Regions from separate parts of the Hordeum vulgare genome. Here region 2 is linked to region 1. The links are chromatin contacts, called in public Hi-C maps. All regions are on one chromosome and are shown on one strand. Each heading gives the region's core, a stretch centred on a gene start, on an enhancer-like site or on the middle of the called end of the contact. The rest is flanking DNA. Distances are from core to core; before and after follow the strand shown. Region 1 has its middle 35 kb from the start of LOC123410209. Region 2 holds the start of LOC123433416 (NAD-dependent malic enzyme 59 kDa isoform, mitochondrial).

Evidence for each region. Hi-C and Micro-C count contacts between places; a contact is called where the count stands out from the background.
Region 2: a Hi-C map of leaf shows a contact between it and region 1, with 4 times the contacts expected there. The contact joins the promoter of LOC123433416 here to the enhancer-like site in region 1. A contact is called at or near these places in 3 of 6 Hi-C or Micro-C datasets (leaf and an unstated tissue).

Annotation. Positions count from the first base shown.
Region 1 is chr1H:315,889,163-315,895,166 of MorexV3_pseudomolecules_assembly, forward strand. No RefSeq gene overlaps it. Among protein-coding and RNA genes, the nearest start is that of LOC123410209, 35 kb to the left of the region's middle. Within about 2 kb of position 3,664, at least 1 of the 3 cell types and tissues checked has open chromatin away from gene starts, as enhancers often do. A contact at or near this core is called in leaf, where this site is marked.
Region 2 is chr1H:316,150,050-316,156,053 of MorexV3_pseudomolecules_assembly, forward strand. LOC123433416 (NAD-dependent malic enzyme 59 kDa isoform, mitochondrial) reads left to right here and starts at 3,109. Exons shown (of 19, transcript XM_045115454.1): 1 at 3,109-3,431; 2 at 3,536-3,632; 3 at 3,774-3,892; 4 at 4,010-4,177; 5 at 4,471-4,599; 6 at 4,687-4,747; 7 at 4,959-5,062; 8 at 5,136-5,219; 9 at 5,319-5,425; 10 at 5,534-5,648; 11 at 5,794-5,907. The coding sequence starts at 3,279.

The DNA of each region.
Region 1 (6,004 bases), core at 2,414-4,913:
TCCGCCCCCTTTTGCATTTGGGTAGGCCGTGCACTCGACGCGCGGACTCAATTTTATCCACGCGGCCGACCGGTCCACATAATTTTATCCACGCGGCCGACCGGTCCACATAATTCATAGTTTATACAAGCCAAGTGGAAGTTAAATTGTCTCAAAAAATATCATAGTTTCACAACTGAACAGAAATATCACATAGTTTACAAGCCAAATAGAAATGAAATTGTCTCAAATGAAATAGAACGATACATCTATTGGTTGCCATCATGAGCCCACATACGCTCAACAATGTCATCGTGCAACTTAATGGGAGTTTTCCAATCACACATTTGAAGATGAAATTGGATGAACTTGGCAAACGTTTGTCGCTCCTGCATGCTCAAGCACAACATTGTCACCCTGAAATTGAAATCCTTGATCGTCAATATGTTCCGGGCGCTCATCCTTAACGATCATGTTATGCATGATCACACAAGCTGTCATCACCTCTCACAACTTCTTGTTGTTCCACGTTCTAGCAGGATGCCGAACAATGCCCCATCGAGATTGCAGAACACCAAAGGCCCGCTCCACATCCTTCCTAACGCTCGCTTGTTCTTGCACAAATCTCTTCCTTTTCTCTCCTACAGGACTGGACATTGTCTTCACAAGAGTAGTTTACTGAGGATAGATACCATCAGCTTGGTAGTATCCATTTTTGTACATGTGGTCGTTGATCTCAACATTGACCTTCGGACTGTTGCCTTCCGCGAGTCTTACAAACACTGGATATCATTGAAGCACATTGGTATCATTGTGAGACCCGTCCATGCCGAAGAAAGAGTGCTAGATATAGAGATCTTGTGATGCCACGCCTCGAGTATGACAATGTAAGATTTCAATGGCCCCTATGTTGCTCGTGCCAACCAGAGGGGCATTTCTTCCCCTGCTAGTGCATACAGTCTATGCTACCAAGATCCCCAGGAAGCCGCTACTGGCATTCATCGCCAACAGCCAGGCAATATTCGCAGCATTTGGCTCTCTCAAGTACTCACGGCCAAACACTGCAACCACAGCCCCGCTGGACCGATACATGGATTCAAGGCGCGTGGACTCGCTCATACGGACATACTCATCAATGAGATCACCAAGAACTCCGTATGCAACATCCGGATAGCTGCAATGTATTTCTGATGAGAGGAGATGCCAATCTTTCCAAGGGCATCCTCCTTGCACTGGAAATACTTATAGTACCCGTCAATCCCCTCCCGAATACGGTTGAAGACATGCCTAGCCATATGGAAACGATGCCGAAATTGGTGATGTTTGAAGAGCGCGTTGGGTGTCTCAACGTAGTCCTTCCAAATAAGAAAATGTCCAGTTTCTTGGTTGCGATTCAATGGAAGAGTGTGCCCTGGGATCGATCCTCGGAACAACGGCCGCTGCCTACTAAGGTGGTCATGGACGACCAATATAGCAACCACCATCCCGTCATCGTCGGATGAGGAATCATTGGAGCCGCATAGGAAGTTGTGGAAAAAGATCTCGTCGACGGAGTACATTTGTACCTTTGGGGCAAACCGTCAAACAGCTTGCGGGTGTCGTCGAAGAAACTGGCCGGCGAAGAGACTCATGCCTGCCCTGGACCAGGTAGGTGTCCTGGCAGCATCCGACGAGCGTCGCGGCGTTATCAAAGGAGTTGGCCGAGGGCGCAGGACCGAGGTGGTGCTTGCGGCGACGTCGGGAAGGAAGCTCCAGTGACCCAGCGGTGAGGTGGTGGTGGCGGCGGCGTGGGAAGGTGGCGTGCTACGGAGGAGGTATGTGGACGTGGGCTGCTGACGAGGGCACTGACACCGGGGCGTCAGCGGCGTGGGGCGGGGGTGGGCGGGGGTCGTTGTCGATGGGGAAGAAAAAGAATGACCAGTGTGCCATTGGCTAGCGGACCACGGAAGGAGTAGGCAGGCATCGCATGCGTCCGTCCCTCGTGTCCGGGTCAACGAAAATGAGGCTCAAATTTCTGCTGGAAATGAGTCGGGATGAAAGAAAAGCGGACGCACGTCCGTTTGAATCGACACGTTGTTCCAATTTTTATGTACGTTTTGACCTAAACAGACGTGTGCGAATGAAATAGGTGGAAGGATATGATATGGTACCGCACTTCACCGCACTGTACCGGGTAACGATAGAAGATGCAGATAGGATACCGCACTCTAGTTTCAGTGCAAAGCTGCAGCCCTTTCTGCTGGTTGCCGGCTGGTCATTTTTCAGTCCAGTTGTAGGAGGTGACCGACTCTGTTGTCTGTAAACACGTCTCCTTGGATTACAGTCTATCCATCGCTACCGTTTTCCTGCTTGCAAATTCCCTGCAAATCAGCACGATTTGTAGATCGGGTAGTACTACTACGTAGTAGCGTTGCAGTTTCGGGTGAATCCTTGTGCCTTTTCCAGTGAGCCCATGCTTGGAAAGAACCTGCGAATTGCCTAAACTTGCTTGCAGACTAGTAGTAGTAGCAGCAGCGAGAGTTGTACGTTTTTTTTCTTCTCTGTACTCTCAAAGAAACGACATAGAAAATTAGAATTCACCAGTCGTCGATCGTGACACCAAGGTAGCATTCAGGTAGGGATGCACATGCATGACCGTATGAGTGTCTGACCAGCTCAAGTCGTTATAAAATATAAGGATAATATACCAGCCGTCGTCTCACCGGCTTGAACGAAACTACTACTACCACCACCACCACGACCCTCAACCATCCTGAGGCTTTGTTTGATAGAAGTGGATTGTGGAAGTTTAGGAAGAAGAGGATTTGATGAATCCCTTCTTTTCACCCAATCCTTTTAAATTTTTAGGGTTTTGCTTTCATCAGTTTCTCGAGGTGGATCCTGAAACACATGGATAAAAAAGGATTGAAGGGGAACGAAAAGGATTCGGCTAAGCAAACCCCTCTTATCAAATGGACGTTCAAGGTTCTATGGGGTTTCTGACCCTTTCGAAATTTTTCGTGCCAAACGAGGCCTGAAGGAACATAAGCAAAAACAAATTGAGGGTTACAGAAGTCTCCATGTCTTCCTAGATTGTAGCACGCCGTACTTATTTAGGGCCTCTTTAATTCGCAGGATTTTGAAAACACGGGAATAGGAAAAGTAGAGGGTTGGAGTGGCATGTCCATTTGAATCCTATATGATTAACAAGGAGTGTTTGATGCCATAGGAAAAACAAAGGAATTGTAAAAAGGGGTTGAAATGGATGTTAGATTTCCTATGAATGTAGTACAAAAGATTTCATAGGAAAAAATCCTATGGATCCAATCCTATGAATCAAAGGATCAATGTAGGAAAAATTCCTAAGGATTTCAATCCTCTAAAAATCCTATAGAATTCTTTGAATCAAAGGAGCCCTTACTCCAAGTAATGCGTAGGATTTGACCTCCTTGTATGTGGGCTCTGGAAACGGCTCGAGCTTGGAATTTGGAAAACTCGTGACCGGAAGACCAGATAGACTTCGGCAAGGAAAACAGGCAGGACTTCTCAAAGTTAACAAAGTGTTTTTTTCGAAAGAGAACTGCACTCGTTTTGGGGATGAAACTTCCACATTTTTTGTCCCGAGAATGAATAATGTTCCAATCAGAAGCAGGCCTCCGATAGCGATACCTGACTCTGGCGCAGCGCGCGGGAAATGGCGTGTTTCCGGTGAGGAACGATGAGGAGCTGACTGACAGAGACTCGTCCACACCGGTTCAGTCAGTCAAGTGTTTTCACAATGAGATGCCGTTTCGTTCTCTTGTGCCAAGTAGAGAAACTCATGCTCAAAATACTCAGATTCTCTTCAATCTATATTGGTAACAATCCAACTGCTTACCGAATTGCACGCTAATTAATCCTGGCCTGACGCCCCTTCCAGACCCCGGCAGCTAGTTTACGTCTTAAATCCTTCATATATTTGGTTTGGTCCAGGTTCGGACGTTTAAAAATATCACATTCTTATTGTTAATCAAATATCACGTCAAACAGACAGGAGTTGACACTGATTTCCATTTCGGAAGCAAATACACGGAACTGTGCTGTACAGTACTACAGTAATGCGTTGGTAATGTCATCGCTGGTGCCGCGTAACGACCGGGCGGCGACAAGCATCTGGCTTTTTGTATCCGCGACGATCTCTTCCGTTTCCCCACTGGATCCTGCCCCTGCCTGTTACTGAATGTGTTCCTGTAATTCGTGGTGGCATGACGGAGTGTCACGGTCTTTAACGACTGACTCCACTCTACTATGCGAATCAAGAAGAAGAAGATCTTCCATGAGTGGAGCTTGTTTAGAATGGTCGCGCACGATTCACGTACGGTACGCGTGCCTTGGTCCACGCAGGAAAACGACTCCGGTTAGTCGCCGGCAGCAGCGTCCCCAAATCACCCTCACCAGTTATGCGCAATAAATTTTCCCTCTCTTCATTTCAAGAAGGAAGCTTTTGGGATCATCAGTCGTTTACAGAGCTTCTCCCCAGGAAAGATTAGCAGAATGGCTAACAAAGTGGCACGTGAGATTTTTTTTTTTTTTTTAAAAAGAAATACAAAACTTCGAAACTACACTTCCAATATAGTGAATTTCAAATATATGCCTCCTCGTCCTCTGTTGGGCCGAAGAGGTCCTCTCCATCCTCGTGTGGACTGAAAAATGACTCTTCGTCCTCGCATGTGCCGAAGACGCTTTTCATCCCGTTTGGACCGAAGAGCTCTCTTTGTTCATATAATGACCGAAAAGTGAGGCTCTTTTCACCTGATGATTAAAAAGGCTACTATCTACATTGTCTCACGTAAAAAACATTTGATTTGGGGCTCCACTTGTCAAACCATCGTGCTGACGGGACTGTTTTGATGACACAATTTCATTCAAATGAAGAATATTTTAAACTGTACATATGGAGGGCTAAAACAAGATTAGTTGTAGGTGCCATCAATATCCTAAACATTACCCCTTGTTATATTGTTATTATTGCGAAGTTGGCCTACGCCCACCATCGCAAGCCTACGTCGCGCTCCATGAGAAACATTTCAATTACTCACACACATCTACACATCTAGATGTTGCCAACCTCACAGACATTATTAGTCCTTCTATTAATGTCAATCGCCGCACGCACCATGACCCTTGCCATTCGCGGATGTGAACCGGATGTTGCCAACTTCGGCAATAATCACAATATAACAAGTGGTAATGTCTAGGATATTAGTGGCATCCAGATGAGTACATGTGTGTGATAAATTGAAAAATTTCTGACCAAGGGCGATGTAGGCTTGCAGTGATCAGTGTAGATTGAAAGGCAAAATTCATTCTCTACAATGCACAGTTCAAGCTCTTCTTCATCTCAAGGAATTATACTCACCAATACGATTCTAGTGATGCGAAAGTTTGACTAGAAGGAGTTGTGGTGTATAGGACAGGGTGGATGTGCACGAAACTCTCCGGCCTTCCTCGAATCGAAGACCCACTCTTCGGCTTTGCGTGACCCAAGAGTGATCTTCAGCGCAAAATGAGACAAAAAAGGCCTCTTCAGCCCATGCGAGCCCAACGAAGGATGATGGCATATATTAAAATTTCCTAAAATAGAATTATAGTTTTAATTATTGTAAAAACAAATATTTTTTATGATATTCCTAAGTTTTGCTTTGGGGCTAGGTCTGAGAAATTTGTAGCAGCATGCACGGGCGGAGGTACCCTTGATTACTCGTGTGTGTGGATGTGGTTGGGGGGCAAAGGTGCATGTTTTTAGCGGAGTTGCATGCTACATCCACCCCATCTCATATAATTTTTCATTTCATCTACAAATTTGAATTTATTTATCTTTTCAACCCGAAGTCCCAATTGATTTTTGATTCCATATTTGTGTTCATTGCGACCATAATTTACGAACAAGACCACTCTTGAATACAACTTTTCAAACATATTAAGTTTCAAATATAAAACTTGATATTAGTATTATTAAGTTTTTTATCAACCTTCACCAAGTTCCATTTGCTTTTTGTGTTTAGGG
Region 2 (6,004 bases), core at 1,859-4,358, 260 kb after region 1:
GCGCTATCTTTCATCGCTGCCGTATATCACAAGCACGCTACCATCTGCCATATACCACCACCACGCCACCATCATCCTTGCTGCCATATATCACCGCCACATATCCACCATCAATCCTAGTCCGAGTCCTTGATGTATTAGGTTAATTTCGAGATCCTCTTGTTTTCGGTTTCGCGTTTCCTTAGTGAGTAGGTTTCAGGAAAAAAAAGAGTGTGGCACGCTTTTCAAAGCACTTTTTAGGCCAAAATTTCGGACGGTGAATTTTTCCCCATCGTGTAATTAGGCTTTTTAGAGAGTTTTGAGACACTCGCCACCATAGTGTTTTTTGTTGCAATTTTTGGTCGTCGCAGCCTCTAATTGCTCCAAAAAAATAGTTAATTTTTTTCGTGCATATCCTCTTTTTAGTCCTTCGGAAGAGTTTTGAGACACTCGCCACTATAGTGACTTTTTGGAAAAAAAGAGCGCAAAAAAGAAAAGAAAAGCGCAAAAAAAAACAGAGTGGCTCTTCCCTTGATTACGTGTAGCGCCACGATTTGGTTGGTGTTGTAGGCTCGCGTCTCTAGTACGGTCTAGCCTAGGACCATCACGGTATCATTGTTGAACGTCTTTTCAACTCGACATCTCTGAACTGATTATCGTTGATCCTTTTTGCTACCATATTATAAACCTTCCTAGCTCCACATACATCTACATCGTGTGTTTGACACCATCTGGCAATTTGCTCTATCCAAGTTTTGAGAGTTTTGACTACACCGGTTGTCGATAACCACCTCCTGCTGGGTAACAACTAGTAAGGATTTGAGATTTGCTTGACGGTTAGTGACACACCACCACCACCACCACTTCCTAGTAGCCCGTAGGTTCATATTCATCTATGTTCCTATTGCTGCTAACCATGCTAGGATCACAAGACGACTTGATGGACTGGGAGAGCCTGACCAATCGGGAACTCCATGATAAATTTCAGCAAATGATGGCTGACCAGGAGCAAGACTTCGTGACCAGCCTTGAAAAGGCCATGGAGAAACTAGATGGTCTGGAGAGAACATTCGACACCAAGATGGACACCAAGTTTAGTGAGGTGCTTGCTCGTCTACCACCACCCGCTGTAGCTTCCGCCTCTCTCCAACAACAACAACAACGACAGCAACGAGGCCCGAATTTTGTGGGACGAGCGCGACGTGTGCCTTTCGACCAAGCACATAATTCATGAACATACGATGCTGCCTAAGTTAGATACTTTTGTTGTACTTATGAATGGAGGACCTAGCATGGATAAGGAGGATATTCGTTGGAGCGGGATCAAGCATGGAGAAGAAGGTGCACGTGCGGGAAAGAACAATGGAGCTTCCACTCGTGATTTTCGCACTTTGAAGCCACCATAAGGAGAGCATGAAGGCTTGGACGAAATATTCAAGACGTCACTTTATAAAATTTATCCATAGGCTATTATAGGTGTTGCGCCAAGTTATTTTTGGGCCAGGCCCATGTAATTTTTAAATACCATATTATAGGCTATTTTTAGAGTCCGCATGTGTGAAAAAACGGAGTTAGGGTCGGTTTTGGACCCCTCCTACAAGGGGTCACGAAGTTCCTCCTCTATTCCCCCATATATATAGCCCTTAGGGCGTCGTTTAGACGGGGTTTTTGTTTAGATTACAAGTTTGCCATAGCTACAACTTCGCGTTCTTTGTTTGTGTTCCACGACCAGACAAAGGCGTCACAGAACCCCACTTTCATCAATAAATATTTCCTTTTATATTCGCAATATCCAGATTGCAATCTTAGTTTCTTTTGTTATTGCTGGTTGGCCCGGTTCAGCACATGCCACAAGAATCTTAAATGATAGCTTGGTCAGGTATGCACATAGGTTTCCTACACTCCTATGAGGTACTAATATTTATTGTTGAGCATTACATACCTGCCTTTACTTGCTTCTCAACAACCATGCAGAACAATGTTGGTTCTCTTTTTATAGGAAAATATTACTTCGTCGATTCCGGAAATCCAAACCATGGAGGATATCTTGCTCCTTATAAAGGTCAAATACACCATGTCCCAGAATTTCATAATGAAAGAAAACCGGTGAAAAAATATGAGGTGTATAATCATGCGCATTCTTCACTTAGAAATGTTGTTGAACGATCATTTGGAGTGCTCGAAGCTAAATGGGGCATCTTGAAGGGTACCCAATTTCAACTCTCGTAGGCAAAAAAGATTATTATTGCTTGTATGTCGTTGCACAGTTACATTCGTAAGACCAAGTTGCCCGACGAGGAATTTGACAAATATGATGAAGATGAGAATTATGTTCCTGATGAGGATTTAGGAGTAAAGCCTGATTTTAATTTACTTCGGCAAAAACAATCAAAACACGAAATTTAGCAACACTGAGAGTCCGAGGACAAAAAAAAGAAAGAAGGGCTGAAAGCGCAGTTCTAGGCGCTACTAGCGCAGATTTGGGGTCGGGTCGGCGGGGCCTTTCCGAATCGGCGCGCGAACGGTTCCGAACAGTTTCTCGCAAACGCATCTGATTCGTGTCAGCCCGGCACGCAGCCGCTCCGACCACCCATTCTCCTCGCCCTAGTAGTCTGGCGCAAACACGTCTTTGGTTGTTTCTTCTTACCCAAATACTACAGTACAATTATACAAACATCGGCGTAACACGTCGCACATTTGCGTGTGCGCGTGCATGCAAAGCAGAATAGCGTGCGCGTGCAAAGCGTCCGTGGGTTCGCTGGCCTAAATCCGTCGCAACTATAGCAAAGCTGCGGCGCTCGACATGCACATTCGCACCACCCCGGTTGACATCAAGCATCCCCGCCCCCGCAGAGAAAAATAAAGTTGACATGAGGCAGGCGCAAAGGAGAGAGATCCGCACCGCCACCGCGTGTGCTCAGCAAATTCCTCTTCTCGTTGCCCGAAAGTCGCGACAGCGCCTTCACTAGTAGAGCCGCGTCCCGCCCCGCGTCCGCTGCTCCGCGCGCGACCCTCACCGCCCCCGTAGCAGCAAAGCCAGCCAGCACGACCAGCTGGCGCGGCATCGCACGTCGCACCCGGGCCCTCCTGTCCTGTGTCCTCACCGCGAGTGCCCGCACCACGCGGCGACGACGCATTCCACTCCCCTTGAAATCTCCCTCTCTCTCTCTCTCTTTCTCGCTTCGCCTCCGAGAAGCTCGGTCTCACCTCACGCACCACCAACACAGTCTTCTCCCCGCCCCGATCACCGTACCGACCGACGGACCGCGAGCGGCGCCGCGGCTGACCCAGCGTACGTGATGTGGCGCCATGCGGCGGCCCGGCGGTCGGCGCAGATCCGGCGGCTCCTGTCCACGTCCGCCCCCTCGGCGGGCGCCGGCGCCGCCGTGCGCGGCCCCTGCATCGTGCACAAGCGCGGCACCGACATCCTCCACGACCCCTGGTACAACAAGGTACCCGCCCCCGCCCCGCCCCGCCTCGCCGCCCCTCCCTCGATCCCGCCATCCGCGCGCGCCTTGGCGGTTTCCGATTTCACTTCGATTTTCGTTTCGCGCAGGACACGGCGTTCCCCCTCACGGAGCGCGACCGCCTCGGCCTCCGGGGCCTGCTCCCGCCGCGGGTCATGTCCTTCGAGCAGCAGTACGAGCGCTTCAGTGAGTCGTCTAGCCCCCACACCCTCACTCGCACTGTCGCGTCATTGTATTGTTCACGCTAGCCCCACCGGCCGTATGTATCCCTCCCGAGATCACGCCTATCTTTTTGGTCGCTAATGTCGCGAGCGCTCCGTGTCGCAGTAAACTCGTACCATTCGCTGGAGCACAACACGCAGGGGGAGCCCGATTCCGTGGTCTCGCTGGCCAAGTGGAGGATCCTTAACAGGCTGCACGACCGGAACGAGACGTTGTACTACAGGGTGAACTCCCACTGTCACACTTCCCATTGGTTGGCATGCGCGTGTCTTTTTAGTCACCGCAAGGAGGTGTTTGATGTGTGTGTGTGTGTGTGGTGCTATGGTCTGTTTCTGCTGCAGGTGCTAATTGACAACATCAAGGATTTTGCGCCCATCATATACACCCCTACTGTGGGCTTGGTCTGCGAAAACTACAGCGGGCTGTTCAGGCGTCCCCGCGGGATGTACTTCAGTGCAAAGGATAAAGGGGAGATGATGTCGATGATTTACAACTGGCCAGCAGAGAAGGTACACTTGACTATTTCGGGAACTTGATTTATATATTTTTTGCTACCAATGTAGTTGGACACAGGAGGTTCAGGTTATTCCAGGTAGCGGTTTTATGAATGCAGTATAATATCAATATGGAAATTTTAGCTGGCGTCCTATCAATATCAATGGAACACTAATTTGTTCTCTAGTTGTTTACCCTTTTTTAAAAGCCAGTCTGTAGCTATATCCATCTGAATTGCTACACAATAATATTAGTGGGTTTCCAGAGTTATGTACCTGTACTGAACTTTCTTCGTTGCTTATTTCAGGTTGACATGATAGTTGTGACTGATGGGAGTCGCATTCTAGGTTTAGGTGATCTTGGAGTTCAGGGCATAGGCATACCTATTGGTAAACTTGATGTTTATGTTGCAGCTGCTGGTATCAACCCACAGAAGGTATGTGATTTGCTACTTTTTTGGAACATAGAAAGAACATCAGTTAATGGCACCCCCCCTTTTTATATTTGTCCATTCTCCTTGCAGGTTCTCCCAATAATGCTTGACGTGGGAACAAATAATGAAAAACTCCTTGAAGACAAGCTATGTGCGTAAGATGCATTAAACACAACTTCTGAAACATTATAAAATGTTTTTTTATCTAGTTTTGTGACAAGCACAGTTGAGCATAGTCAGCATACTCAGATTAACTTGAAGTTCTACTCATTCTTCTTTATAAGGAAACAAAGTAGAAACTCTTACTGTTTGGAGTAAATGCCTGCATCATAGTGTTGCTTATTAAGTGAATATTTTCTTAGATTTAGGATTGAGGCAACCTAGGTTGGAAGGAGAGGAATACTTGGCTGTTGTAGATGAGTTCATGGAAGCTGTTCATGCACGGTGGCCTAAAGCAATTGTGCAGGTACGTGTGTGCTGCAGTCATACTTTGGTTGCTAAGTCAATGATGCTCCATTGCTGAAGTGGTGAAATTTCAGTTTGAAGACTTCCAAATGAAATGGGCATTTGAAACTCTTCAGAGGTATCGGAGCCGATTTTGCATGTTCAATGATGATGTGCAGGTACTTTGATTCCCCAACTTTGTTTTCTGTAAGTTATTAGCACTCTTTTGTTTATTTCAGTTTTAATTCATCATTTCTTGGGGCCTTCATATTCGATAGGGGACAGCAGGAGTTGCTCTAGCTGGTCTACTTGGAGCTGTTAGAGCACAAGGTCGACCCCTCGCAGATTTTACTAAGCAGAAGATAGTTGTGGTGGGAGCTGGAAGGTCCGTGATACGTTTGACATGCTTGTACAATTACCTCAGCCTATTGCATATAAACTATTGCTCGTCAAAATTCTGTTTTGTCCATTCTAACACCTCTTCAGAATCCAGTGCTGGGATAGGTGTGCTTAACATGGCTAAACATGCAATGCTAAGGATGCCAGGGACCCATAAAATTGGAGAACTCGGCGAAGGACACAATCAATTCTGGGTTCTGGACAAAGATGTAAGTTTAATTTATCCAATCAAACACATTGTTTCATGCTTTTTACCAGTTTGCGTGTCATATGTATTCAATTTCCACTTTCATGCTAAGTCCTGGTTGCAATAGGTTGGTTATTTATGTGCGACTGTTATGCTGTACCATGCAGGGCCTTATTACCAAAAGTAGAAAGGATCTGGATCCAGCCGTTGCTCGTTTTGCTAGAGGTTACGGTCCTGAAGAGGTCGAAGATCTCCATGAGGGGGCTAGTCTTGTTGAAGTGGTATTTAAACTTTGATGTTCTTTGTTCATTCTTAATCAATATTATTAGCAGAAAAGACTTCCAACTCCTTCTGTAGTTGAACTAATTCAGCTCATTG